Linked DNA regions of Mus musculus: all the other regions are linked to region 3. The links are chromatin contacts, called in public Micro-C and promoter capture Hi-C maps. All regions are on one chromosome and are shown on one strand. Each heading gives the region's core, a stretch centred on a gene start, on an enhancer-like site or on the middle of the called end of the contact. The rest is flanking DNA. Distances are from core to core; before and after follow the strand shown.

Region 1 (3,405 bases), core at 188-2,687, 200 kb after region 3:
AAGCAGCAGCCTTCCTCTTTCTACAGAAGGGACGAGTCATTGTGGTTTCCTCTCTCTAGCTCAATCCCCAATGTACATTTAAAATAAGGTTTGGAGCCCCACATCTCTGCCAGGGTCCCCCATCCCTGGAAGTTTCAAGCCTCCACGGGTGGGGCAGCACTTCTCTTTTTATTTTTTTTATTTTTTTATTTATTATATGTAAGTACACTGTAGCTGTCCTCAGACACTCCAGAAGAGGGAGTCAGATCTCGTTAAGGATGGTTGTGAGCCACCATGTGGTTGCTGGGATTTGAACTCCTGACCTTCGGAAGAGCAGTCGGGTGCTCTTACCCACTGAGCCATCTCACCAGCCCCTGCAGCAGCACTTCTCTTGATCTCAGTCGGCAAAGAGCTGTCTAGACTTCTATTCCTTCTAGGTAGTTTTCCAGAAGGAACTTAGGTATCTTGGGCTATTAGAACCCTCTTGTATCCTCCCAGGAAGAGTTCTCGTTTGTTTGGTTTTGTTGAGACAAGGTCTCTCATGAACAGGCTGGCGTCCACACTCTATTCTCCTGCTTTCTCCCCCTGAGCACTGGAGTATTATTCTGAGCCTCCATCTGTGGTTTACTCTGTGGTGGGGGTCAAACACAGCGCTCTCTGCGTGCTAGAAAAAACGATCATCTGCCCAGCCCAGGAAGTCATTTCTTTGGGTAAGTATAATGTAACAGCTTAGTGTTCTGGGCTTTGGGGACAGAAAAATGGAGTCCCTGGCTCCCATTTGGTGCTCAGACTTTGGGCCCAGGGGACCCTTAATGAGTGAATGAGTTACAGCTGACAATCAAATCCCTCTTATGAGCTTGACTGAGCAAGGGGAGCTCTGAACCGTGGGCTCAGGAAAGACAGTGAGATGGGGGCAGAGGCAATTCCCACAATTGTCTGAGGAGCAGTGCTGAGACAAACTGGCTAGAACCTCTCGCCCTGGAGACCTCCCAGCTCCTTCTCTCGGGCAGGACTGGAACCGGCAGGCCTGGCGGCGTGGCTCTGCTCAAGCCAGCAGGAAGAGGAATGAGGCCAGGCAAGGCGGGCCAGCTGGCCAGTGGGGAGTCCCGGGTGTGGGCGCAAGTAGTTGGGGAAGCCCCGTCGGTGCCTCCTGGGCTCCATTGTGTGTGCAGTGCTCAACCCCACCCCCCAACTTGGCCTCGGAGTCCTCCTCTATAAATTAGTCCCCTGAGATGGGATGGCCTGCGTGCCACTGGCAGGCGAGGCGCCACAAGAGCCAGAGACGGCTAACAGATCTGGGGACCCAAGGACTTGCAACTCAAAGAGGCTGAGACGCGCTGGACCCCCAGCTCACGTGGGCGGAGCTTCGAAGGGGCGGGCGCCCGTGGGGCGGGTCCTGAGTGGGGGCGGGACCGGGGCCGGCACCTGGGTGAGGTCGCGCAGCCCCTCCCCTTTGCACTTCCGTGTGCCGCGGCGCCAGAGCAGGAGGCGGCGGCCGCGGGGATCCCGCGAGCGGCCCGTGGACATCTACCCTTCGAGCCGGGACCCGGGAGGTCCCCACTGGCCTCCGGACCCGTCCGGATCAGACTTGTGCCTACCTCCCCGTCCACGCGCATCCGGGAGAGCCGCGCCACGAGACGGACCCCGGCTCGCCGGGACCCCTGGCGCCTGGCCCTGCGTCGGGAGGTGAGTGAGAGCTGGGCCCGGGCGCGGGGTCCGAGTTAACTCGAGGGCGCAGCGGCCTTTCTCCCCCTTTTCCTCGCCCGTAGTCTCCATTCCCCGCTTTCTTCTCTGGCTCCTGGTTCTGAAACTGAGAAACTGAGCCAGGAGCAGCCAAAGTCCCGCCGAGCACGGAGACCCGCCGGTGCCTCCATACCCTGGTCGGTCTGACCCTCTCTTCGACGGCTGGAGCCCAGGCCCGACTACTCCCAGCATCTTTAACCCCCTACTCCACCCCTGTGTGTCTTTATCCCCGCCGAGGGACCGTCCGATCTTCTCAAATCTCTCAGGGGACTCTGCACATTCGTCGGTCCCCACCCCCTCTTGCCTGGTCCTCTGCTCCCAGGCCAGGTCTGTTTGCCCCTCGCCGTCCGTGTACTCCGTCTCCCCACCCCCACCAGATCCGCCGTCCCCTCGACCCAGTCCTCCCAGAGCCGCACCCCCAGCCCACGCTCGCCTGCCCCTGCCAGTCCAGTCTCCGGTCCTTTTCACCACCGGGCGGAGGGCGGGCCGCCTGTCTCCCTAGCCTCCAGTGCTTGGGTCCCAGGCGGGCGGACTCTCACGGCGCCGCCTCCTTGCCCTATCTCTTCTTTCAGTCTCGGTGTCTTTCTTGGCTTTCCATCTGTCTCTGAGCTGGGCGTGGCTCCAGCCTCCACCATTCCCCTGTCCTCTCTGATCCCCCGTGTCCCTTCTCCGGGTGGTCTCTGCCTGGTGCTGTCAGTCTCTGTCCCACTGGAGAGACGCCACCCCCTCTGGGGGCCCAGTAAGGTGATGAGGACAGCAGTGACGGGAGTGCTCTGCCCTGCCGGCTGGCAGTGGAGAGGGAGCACCATCACAACTGCTCCCACTTCCCCAACTCTCTTATACAGGGGAGGGGAGAGAAGGGAGCCTCACTCAGCACCCCACTCAAACCTGGAGGACTTAGACTGAGTGGGGGAGATCCCTTTTTCCTTTGGCCGCTACCCTGGGCCCTCGGAGGAGTCTGGCTTCTGTTGCTGTAGTATCTGTGTCTGGACTTGTGAGTATAGTGTGTATCTTGTCTCTTTGTGTATTATTTGTCATAGTGGGACTTCCCCTGTGAATGTGTCCTTTTTCACGTGTGACTTGCATATACTTCATGGCTGTCTGTGTGTTCTGAGGCTTGGTGTGTGCCCCGTGCAACTTGGTAATCATGCCTTGTATGTAGAGGCTTCCCCTGTATATTTTGTGCCTTGGCTTGCTCATGTCTCTGTGTCCCTGTGTGTTCCAAAGGTCTGTGCATTATATCACAACAACCCTCTGGCCAGAGTACATTCATTCCTTTAATTGTGGGAGCCCACGCTATCGGTGTGCCGACCCCCTAGGCTTGTGTGTAAGCGTGCCTCTAATCATATTCGGTTCTTCTTCCTCTGCTACTGATCCTCTATGACCAAGCTGATCAGGGACAGAGGAGGGGACTGGGTTTCCTCGTTCCTGCTATGGATTAGATTGGGGTGTGGTGAACAGGCCAGCAGAGGGCGGCTGCTCTGTGTGTGTGTGTGTGTGTGTGTGTGTGTGTGTGTTTTGTTTCTCAGTGACAGTATCTTTGTACGATACTGTAAAGGCTCAGGTATATGACAGGACTGTGTGGAAGGTGACACTGCCATATGGAACTCCAGTAGCAAAGGGTGACTGGTAGGAGACTCACAGTCTGACTGTATGAAACTGCGGGTGTGTATTGAGGAGTGA
Region 2 (3,487 bases), core at 218-2,717, 250 kb after region 3:
AATCTGGCTTGAATTGGCTCATTTCACTGGCAGAGAAATAATTTATCACCAGGGAAACTTCTAGAAGCTGATCTATCCAACTCAAATTGTTGTGATTATAAAAAGATAAAAATAGGCGGGCAGTGGTGGCACACGCCTTTAATCCCAGGACTTGGGAGACAGAGGCAGGCAGATTTCTGAGTTCAAGGCCAGCCTGGTCTATAGAGTGAGTTCCAGGACAGCCAGGGCTACACAGAGAAACCCTGTCTTGATAAAACCAAAAAAAGAAAAAAAAAAAAAAAAAAAAAAGAAGAAGATAAAGAGATATTAAGATATGTTCTATGGGGGTGTGGGGGGAAGGGTGTGTGTCAGTGGGGCCCAAGCTAAGGCATCCCTTCTCCCTGAGGTTCCAGCCACACGAAGGTATCATATAGAATAGAGTTTATTTAGGGCATGGGGAGGAAAATTAAGAGAGTAGCAGAGGCAGAGAAAAGCAGAGAGAAGGAGAGAGTAGAGAAGTAGAGGCCAGCCATGACCACGTGGAGAGAGGGGGTAAAGGAATGGGGAGAGAGGGGGAACAAGGGGGCAAGAGGCAAGGGAGAGAAGCAGGAGTAAGAGAGAGAGGAGGGGGCAAGCAGCCCCTTTTATAGAGGTCCAGACCTACTTGGCTGTTGCCAGGTAACTGTGGGGTGGAGTCCATTCAGACAGAATACACAAATAAAAACCCCCACCCTGTGGCACCTCGGAATAAATCCTAGCTTCCCGGCAATCCCCCAGTGACCTTGCTGGCTCCTGAGCATCTGCTGTGCCTCAGCCCCAAACTCTCAGTCACTCAACAGTGTCGCCCTCTTTCTTCTCTGCTTCCTATGCAGGCCAGGCTTAGGGTTAAAGACAAAAGTCAAGTCTGACCACAAGAAAAACCGGAATTCAAGCAGTGGGCTGAGAGAGCGCACAGTGGGGAGGGGCTCAGCAGAAACTTCCAGGGTTTTTTTTTGTTTTGATTTTTGTCTTTTTTTTTTTTTTTTTTTTTTTTTTTTTTCCAGAGACAGGGTTTCTATGTGTAGCCCTGGCTACTGGAACTCACTCTGTAGTCTAGGCTGGCCTTGGAGACAAGGCTGGCTTGGTATTTAATGGTCTACAAGACCAGGTTGGCCTTGAACTCAGAGCTCCTTCTGCCTTCGCCTTCCGTGTCCTGGGATTAAAGGTGTGTGCCACCATGCCAGGTCATTGTTCTTTTTCATTAATTTTTGTTAGCGTATAAAATACTGGGTTTATTATGACGTTTTTATATACATACATGTATTGCTATGCTTTGCTCGTACATAAAAAAATTGGGGCCTTTATTCAAAAAATGTTTATTAAAATAGTTATTTAGGTTAGATTCAAAAAATAAGAAGTGTTCCGATATGACTTCTTTCTGACTGTGTGGTTATTTAGTTCTCATTTATCCGTCTACCCCGTGACCTTTCCTCACCTCCCTCCCTTCCTCCAGTTAGCTCTCACTTCTGTTTTTCCATTACATCAGTTTCATTCTCTTCTGTTTCCCACCCTCCCTTAAGAGCTCTCCCACTCTCACGATCCCTTTTCTAGCTTACTGACCTCTAAACATACCCCTGAACACATATATGCATCCCAATTTAAATATAATTCTCGTATACAAGAAAACAGGAAGTGACTCTTTCTGAGTGCTGTCACTCAGTCCTCTGAGTGACAGCTGCCATTGCCATCAGGCCAGCAATGTCTGCTTTGGGGAGATGGGGAGGGAGAGCAGGGGATGGTCATTCCCCACCAGGGCCCAGCCACTCCCTGCTGCTCCTTGGAATGGTCTCTATGCAGATCTGCTCTAGCTGCAGGTTGCCTATGGGTAGGAGCTAGAGGACATATACAGAAGAGGAGAGTTAGGTTAGCTGTTGTAAGTGGGGTATGCGGCTAGGGAGGAGCCATAGTTCACGATGGATAAAGGCTGGTTTGGGGTCCCCCACACTCTTCCCAGCATCTCCTCACTTACAGGGAAAAAAAGCAAATTCAAATTTTCTTTTTTCTTTTTCTTTTTTGGTTCTTTTCCAGACAGGGTTTCTCTGTGAAGCCCTGGCTGTCCTGGAACTCACTCTGTAGACCAGGCTGACCTCGAACTCAGAAATCTGCCTGTCTCTGCCTCCAAAGTGCTGGGATTAGAGGCGTGCGCCACCACTGCCCGACAAATTTGAATTTTCTTATCCCACCCTTCTTCGTTGGCTCTCACAGATGTGGTTATTGCTCTCCATTGTGGGTTTGTTTTTTTTTAAATATTTATTTATTATATGTAAGTACACTGTAGCTGTCTTCAGACACACCAGAAGAGGGAGTCAGATCTTGTTACGGATGGTTGTGAGCCACCATGTGGTTGCTGGGATTTGAACTCTGGACCTTCGGAAGAGCAGTCGGGTGCTCTTACCCACTGAGCCATCTCACCAGCCCTCCATTGTGGTTTTTAAACTCTCCTTTTTTCTTCCTTCCTTCCTTCCTTCCTTCCTTCCTTCCTTCCTTCCTTCCTTCCTTCCTTCCTTCCCTTTCTTTCTTTCTTTCTTTCTTTCTTTCTTTCTTTCTTTCTTTCTTTCTTTCTTTCTTTCTTTCTCTCTCTCTTTCTCTTTTCCTTCCTTCCTTTCCTTCCCTTCCTTCTCTCTCTCTCTTTTCTTTCTTTCATGTGCATTGGTATATGTGTGTCTGTGTGAAGGCGTCAGATCTCCTGGAGCTGGAGTTACATGCAATGGTGGACTTCCATGTGGGTTCTGGGAAATTGAGCCCAGGTTCTCTTTAAGAGCTGCCAGTGCCCTTAACTGAGCCATCTCTCCAACCCCTCCGTTGTGTTTTACTATGCAGCTGGAGCCCAAGACAAGACATTCCTATAGCTTTGGACTCCTCTGTACTTCCGGACATTGTTAGTCCCAGTCCAGGGGGCTGGGAATGTCTCTCTCCTGTGTCAGGCTTGGGCTCTTGAGGGACAGCTCCTGGGACAAAGTTTTCCTGCCTTGTCAATTGGACCAAAGGGCTCATGCACCCCAAGGCAGTGACGACTTAGCCTATGTCCGTGCTGCAGGGCCTCCTCCAATCGGCACTCAGATGCCTGTGGGTGAGTTCCTGTTTCTGCACCATACAGAGGGTCAAGAAGCCTGGCTTGAGGGCGTCTACTGAGCCACCACGTGGGCTGGAGAAACCTTGTGGTGCCGCAGGCCCTCTGGTCCCTTCTGCCTGCGTAGGAAAGAGTCTCTAGAGTAGATGGGCAGAGATTAGGATGGGACAAACAGCCAGACACACGAGTGGTGTTGGATCTGAATGTAATTTACCAGTCGAGCATCAGACTTTTATAATACAGAATAAATTGCAGAACAAGGCACATTGAATTATTCCAGGTGCAAAAGGAGTGACTTCAAAAGGAACCAGATAAATGTATATCACCACCAGAGATAAGCACAGAAGCAAGGGGAGTGACTACAAAGGGAATTTGTAGGGACCAGATAAATGTTTACAT
Region 3 (3,385 bases), core at 342-2,841:
GGCACTTCTTGTTCAAAACCAAGCAGCCATAAAGAAATAGTGGTCAGAATCAGGGGCTATCCAGGGTCGCTTGAAGCCTGGGCGAGTTTGCCCAAAGAAACCTCTTGTTATAAATAAGCAAGGATAACCCTACTGCATCTGCATTCAGAGCTGCAGCAGGACACCCCCACCCCCAGTGAAGACTACATCCTGCTGGAACTCCCCATTCTGCCCACAGAGCACAGTTGTGAAAACATGTCAGTTTTGGAATTAATGCCTCTATATAATAGCTTAGTTATAACTCCTCTCTAACACATCACAGGGACACTCTCAGGTCTACGTGCCAAGAGAACTCCATCCTTTAGTGTCTGTGTGTGTGTATGTGCCCATCAGAGAAACAGCACAACCTCCCAACCCAAGGGCAAATATGACCCTTCCTCCAACCCCCATTGGGCAACAAGGGCCATCTGTGACTTCCTTCTTTACTATAAAACTCCCCAAGAAGTGCCTCTGAGACTTTCCCGGAGCCTCTAGCCTCCTCCATCAAGTCAACCAGGAGGGTTGTCAGAGTTTCACGAAAAAAGAGGAAATTTAAAAATGTAAATAACAAACGTGGTTTGGAAGAACAGCAAGCGGAAACTTCAGATACAACTTAATTGGGAAAGCTCAGGACAGAGCTGAACAGGTGAAAAGGGAGGCTGGGATGTGGGTACCGCGGCAGTCAGAGAGGATCTTCCCTGAACAATAGAGGGAGTAGGGCTGGGGGTCGCGCAGCAATGTGGGAGCACCGACTGCACTGCCCTAACACTACAGGTGGGTGTGGGTGAGTCTCCCCACACCCAACAGAGAGGGCAAACACTGGGAGTGAAGGTTCAGAGAGGAGCCCAGCATTAGGCTAGCAGACACTTAAGGGTGTGGGGGTCTAAGAGCCAAGGGGAGGAAGGCTACGAGGAGCCCCTGAGAAGAAGCTATGGGGGGGGGGGGGTAATCTCGGTCCATACCGAAAAGTGAGGTAACCTTAATTTGCGACGGCAAAGTGGGAGGGGACCAGATTTAGGCTGACATCAGACAAGAGACAGGTCTAAGGTGGAGGTGGTGAGGGGCAGGGTCACTCCTGGCCAAAAGCTCTCAGCCCAGGGTCCCGGACTCCCTTCTAGTCTCGAATAACCAGCACCGTCTCGCGGGAGAGGGAGGCACCGCAGCCCAAGGGCCCGGTGCCCAGGCCGGAACTCTAAGGGCAGGAGGGTCCCCGGGGTGGGGCTGGGACTGCGGCGGTCGACGTGGGGACGGGGAGGGGCTGGGGTCCCGGACTCACGCATCAATGTGCTGAAGGCCACGACGCCGAGCAGCCCCTGCAGGAAGATGCCGAAACTGTGCATGAGCGCGCCGCTCTCACAGCGGCCCGCCCCGGACGCGACCGTGGAGGCCGGCCCGCTCGGCAATCCGCGGCTCACGTTCCCTCCCGGGCCTTGCATGGCGGCCTGACGGGAGGGCGCGAGGGGCCGCCGGCCTCGCTGCAGCCCGGGTCGCGCTGCCCAGCCGCGACCCCGGACCTGGAGCTGGGTGCCGGTATCTCAGCCCGCGGCCGCCTCCGCGCCGCGCGTAACCCGACGTCCGAGATCGTAGAGCTTGATTGGTTGAGCCAGGCGTGAGGCGGGCTTCGATTCCCTCCGGGGCGGGGCTCTAGCCAGGGCTAGGGGCGGGGCTGGAGGAGAATCTCTGCAGGTAGGTAGAGCAGGTGAGCCAGACTGTGTAAAAGGAATCCCCAGAGCCCTGTGTTCTAGGTCATGAGAGCAGTGTCAGGGACAGTGATGGAGTCTGTTGCTAAATCCCTTTCCCCTCCAAGGCAAATCTATAAATGCCCTGGACAATTTCCTAAGAATACTCCTACATTCTGCCCTCAGATTCGGTTCACTACTTCGGAAGTGGAGTCCAGAACCTGAGGCAACATTATGCTAAGGCACGGTATTGAGTACAATAGTCTCAGCCGTCTGAGGTCTTCTTCCCACGCCAGGGATTGAGTGTTCTACTTTCATGGTCAAAAGCCAGAGGATTCAACTCACTATTCAAAGCTCCAGGGTGAATCCCTGTTCCCAAACATAATTTGTGGGGGTTTTGTTTTGAAACAGGCACTTTCTTAACCCTGCCTGTCCTCAAACTTAAAACAAGGACCTAGAAACAATGATGGCCTTGAACTCCTGATCTTCACACTCACGCACTCTAAGTGAATTATAGGTAGGTCTGTGACACCAGTCTGTCTGGTTTTGCTACTTTGCTTGAGATTGGTCTTGTTGAATTGTCCAGGCTAATCTGAACCTTTGGACAAAAAAAATGATCTTTCCACCTCAGCCTCCGAGGTAGCTAGGACTGCAGTTAAGTGCCACTACACTTGTCCCCCACCCCCACTTTAAATGGTTACTTCAATCCAGCCACTTTTCGCTTTATAAAAAGGGTGAGTTTAAGTGCAAAGTCAACATGCACAAGTCCTTGCTCTGTTCACTTCTGAGATACAACTACAAATAGAACGGATTTTGTTTTGAGACAGCATCTGGAACTCATTATGTAGCCCAGAATCTGCCCGACTTTCTCTAAAGGCATATGCCACCACACCCAGTCTGGTTTCTTTTCTTTCTTTTTTTTTTTTTTTTTACCTCCAAACCACCGGTGTGCACAGACTCCAATTTAAGTTTGTCTTACTACCCAGACCCCTAGACATCTCTGCTGTCTCTCTAGACACCTCTTGCTGGTGCCCTAGAGCTCTGACTTGTCTGCTGCATGTCAATGGGCATGTGCATGGTACAGGTCTAACCTACATCAAGGTATCTTTTTGGAACAATAAATACTAACTTTAAAGACATTTCCTCAAGAAGTTCTAATTATCAAAGAGGACTAAATGCTTTCCAAAGTTTGTTTGTTTTATTTAACAGGGATATAGACTCTGCAATCCATAGGAAATGCAATTCTGCAGCCTTTCTCTTACCGTCTCCTCGCACACCGGTATGGATACTACTCTCTAGCCCTGTGCCATGAGCTGCTGCCTAGGCGGCAAGCCACCTGTCTGCCCATCTCCACTGCACCTTCACCTTCTGTGTGCTCTGCTCCACCAGCACTTTCAGCTGTATGTATGTTGGTTCAGACAGCTAGGTCTCTCCCCTGGTATGAGCTTTCTAAAGGCAGAGCTAGTGTTGATTCACTCTTGGCACAGATTTGGCACACAGCAAATGTAAATTTACCTGAATTTTAACTTATGTATATTTAATTTATTGAAATGTAAATTTATTTAAAGTTTTTTTTATTGAAAAAGATTGTGAAACTAAATGAACGTATAAGGGAAATGTAAAGTCCCATCATTCCCTTTAAGTCCGAGAAGGACCTTACACACTAAGCACTCAGCAGTTACAGCTCA

Evidence for each region. Promoter capture Hi-C pulls out the DNA fragments that hold promoters and counts their contacts. A called contact is a pair of places that touch in the nucleus more often than the background predicts.
Region 1: a Micro-C map of embryonic stem cells shows a contact between it and region 3, with 1.9 times the contacts expected there. The contact joins the promoter of Prkcd here to the promoter of Stimate in region 3. A contact is called at or near these places in 5 of 484 Hi-C or Micro-C datasets (CD4 T cells, the HL-1 cell line, embryonic stem cells and 1 more) and 3 of 115 datasets of contacts at active chromatin or transcription factors (effector CD8 T cells, embryonic stem cells and pancreatic cancer cells).
Region 2: a promoter capture Hi-C map of pre-B cells shows a contact between it and region 3, with 2.7 times the contacts expected there. The contact joins the enhancer-like site here to the promoter of Stimate in region 3. A contact is called at or near these places in 5 of 39 promoter capture datasets (the 3T3-L1 cell line, the C10 cell line, embryonic stem cells and 2 more), 1 of 15 datasets of contacts at CTCF or cohesin (large pre-B cells), 1 of 484 Hi-C or Micro-C datasets (LSK cells), 4 of 115 datasets of contacts at active chromatin or transcription factors (acute myeloid leukemia, embryonic stem cells, extraembryonic endoderm stem cells and 1 more) and 1 of 9 other capture datasets (embryonic stem cells).

The regions. Positions count from the first base shown.
Region 1 is chr14:30,624,240-30,627,644 of GRCm38.p6, reverse strand. Prkcd (protein kinase C, delta) reads left to right here and starts at 1,437. Exons shown (of 18, transcript NM_011103.3): 1 at 1,437-1,665.
Region 2 is chr14:30,577,446-30,580,932 of GRCm38.p6, reverse strand. No RefSeq gene overlaps it. Among named protein-coding and RNA genes, the nearest start is that of Mir3076, 7.0 kb to the right of the region's middle. Within about 2 kb of position 1,467, at least 67 of the 459 cell types and tissues checked have an H3K27ac peak or open chromatin away from gene starts, as enhancers often do. A contact at or near this core is called in acute myeloid leukemia, embryonic stem cells and pre-B cells, where this site is marked.
Region 3 is chr14:30,823,800-30,827,184 of GRCm38.p6, reverse strand. Stimate (STIM activating enhancer) reads right to left here and starts at 1,591. Exons shown (of 8, transcript NM_028839.4): 1 at 1,295-1,591. The coding sequence starts at 1,454.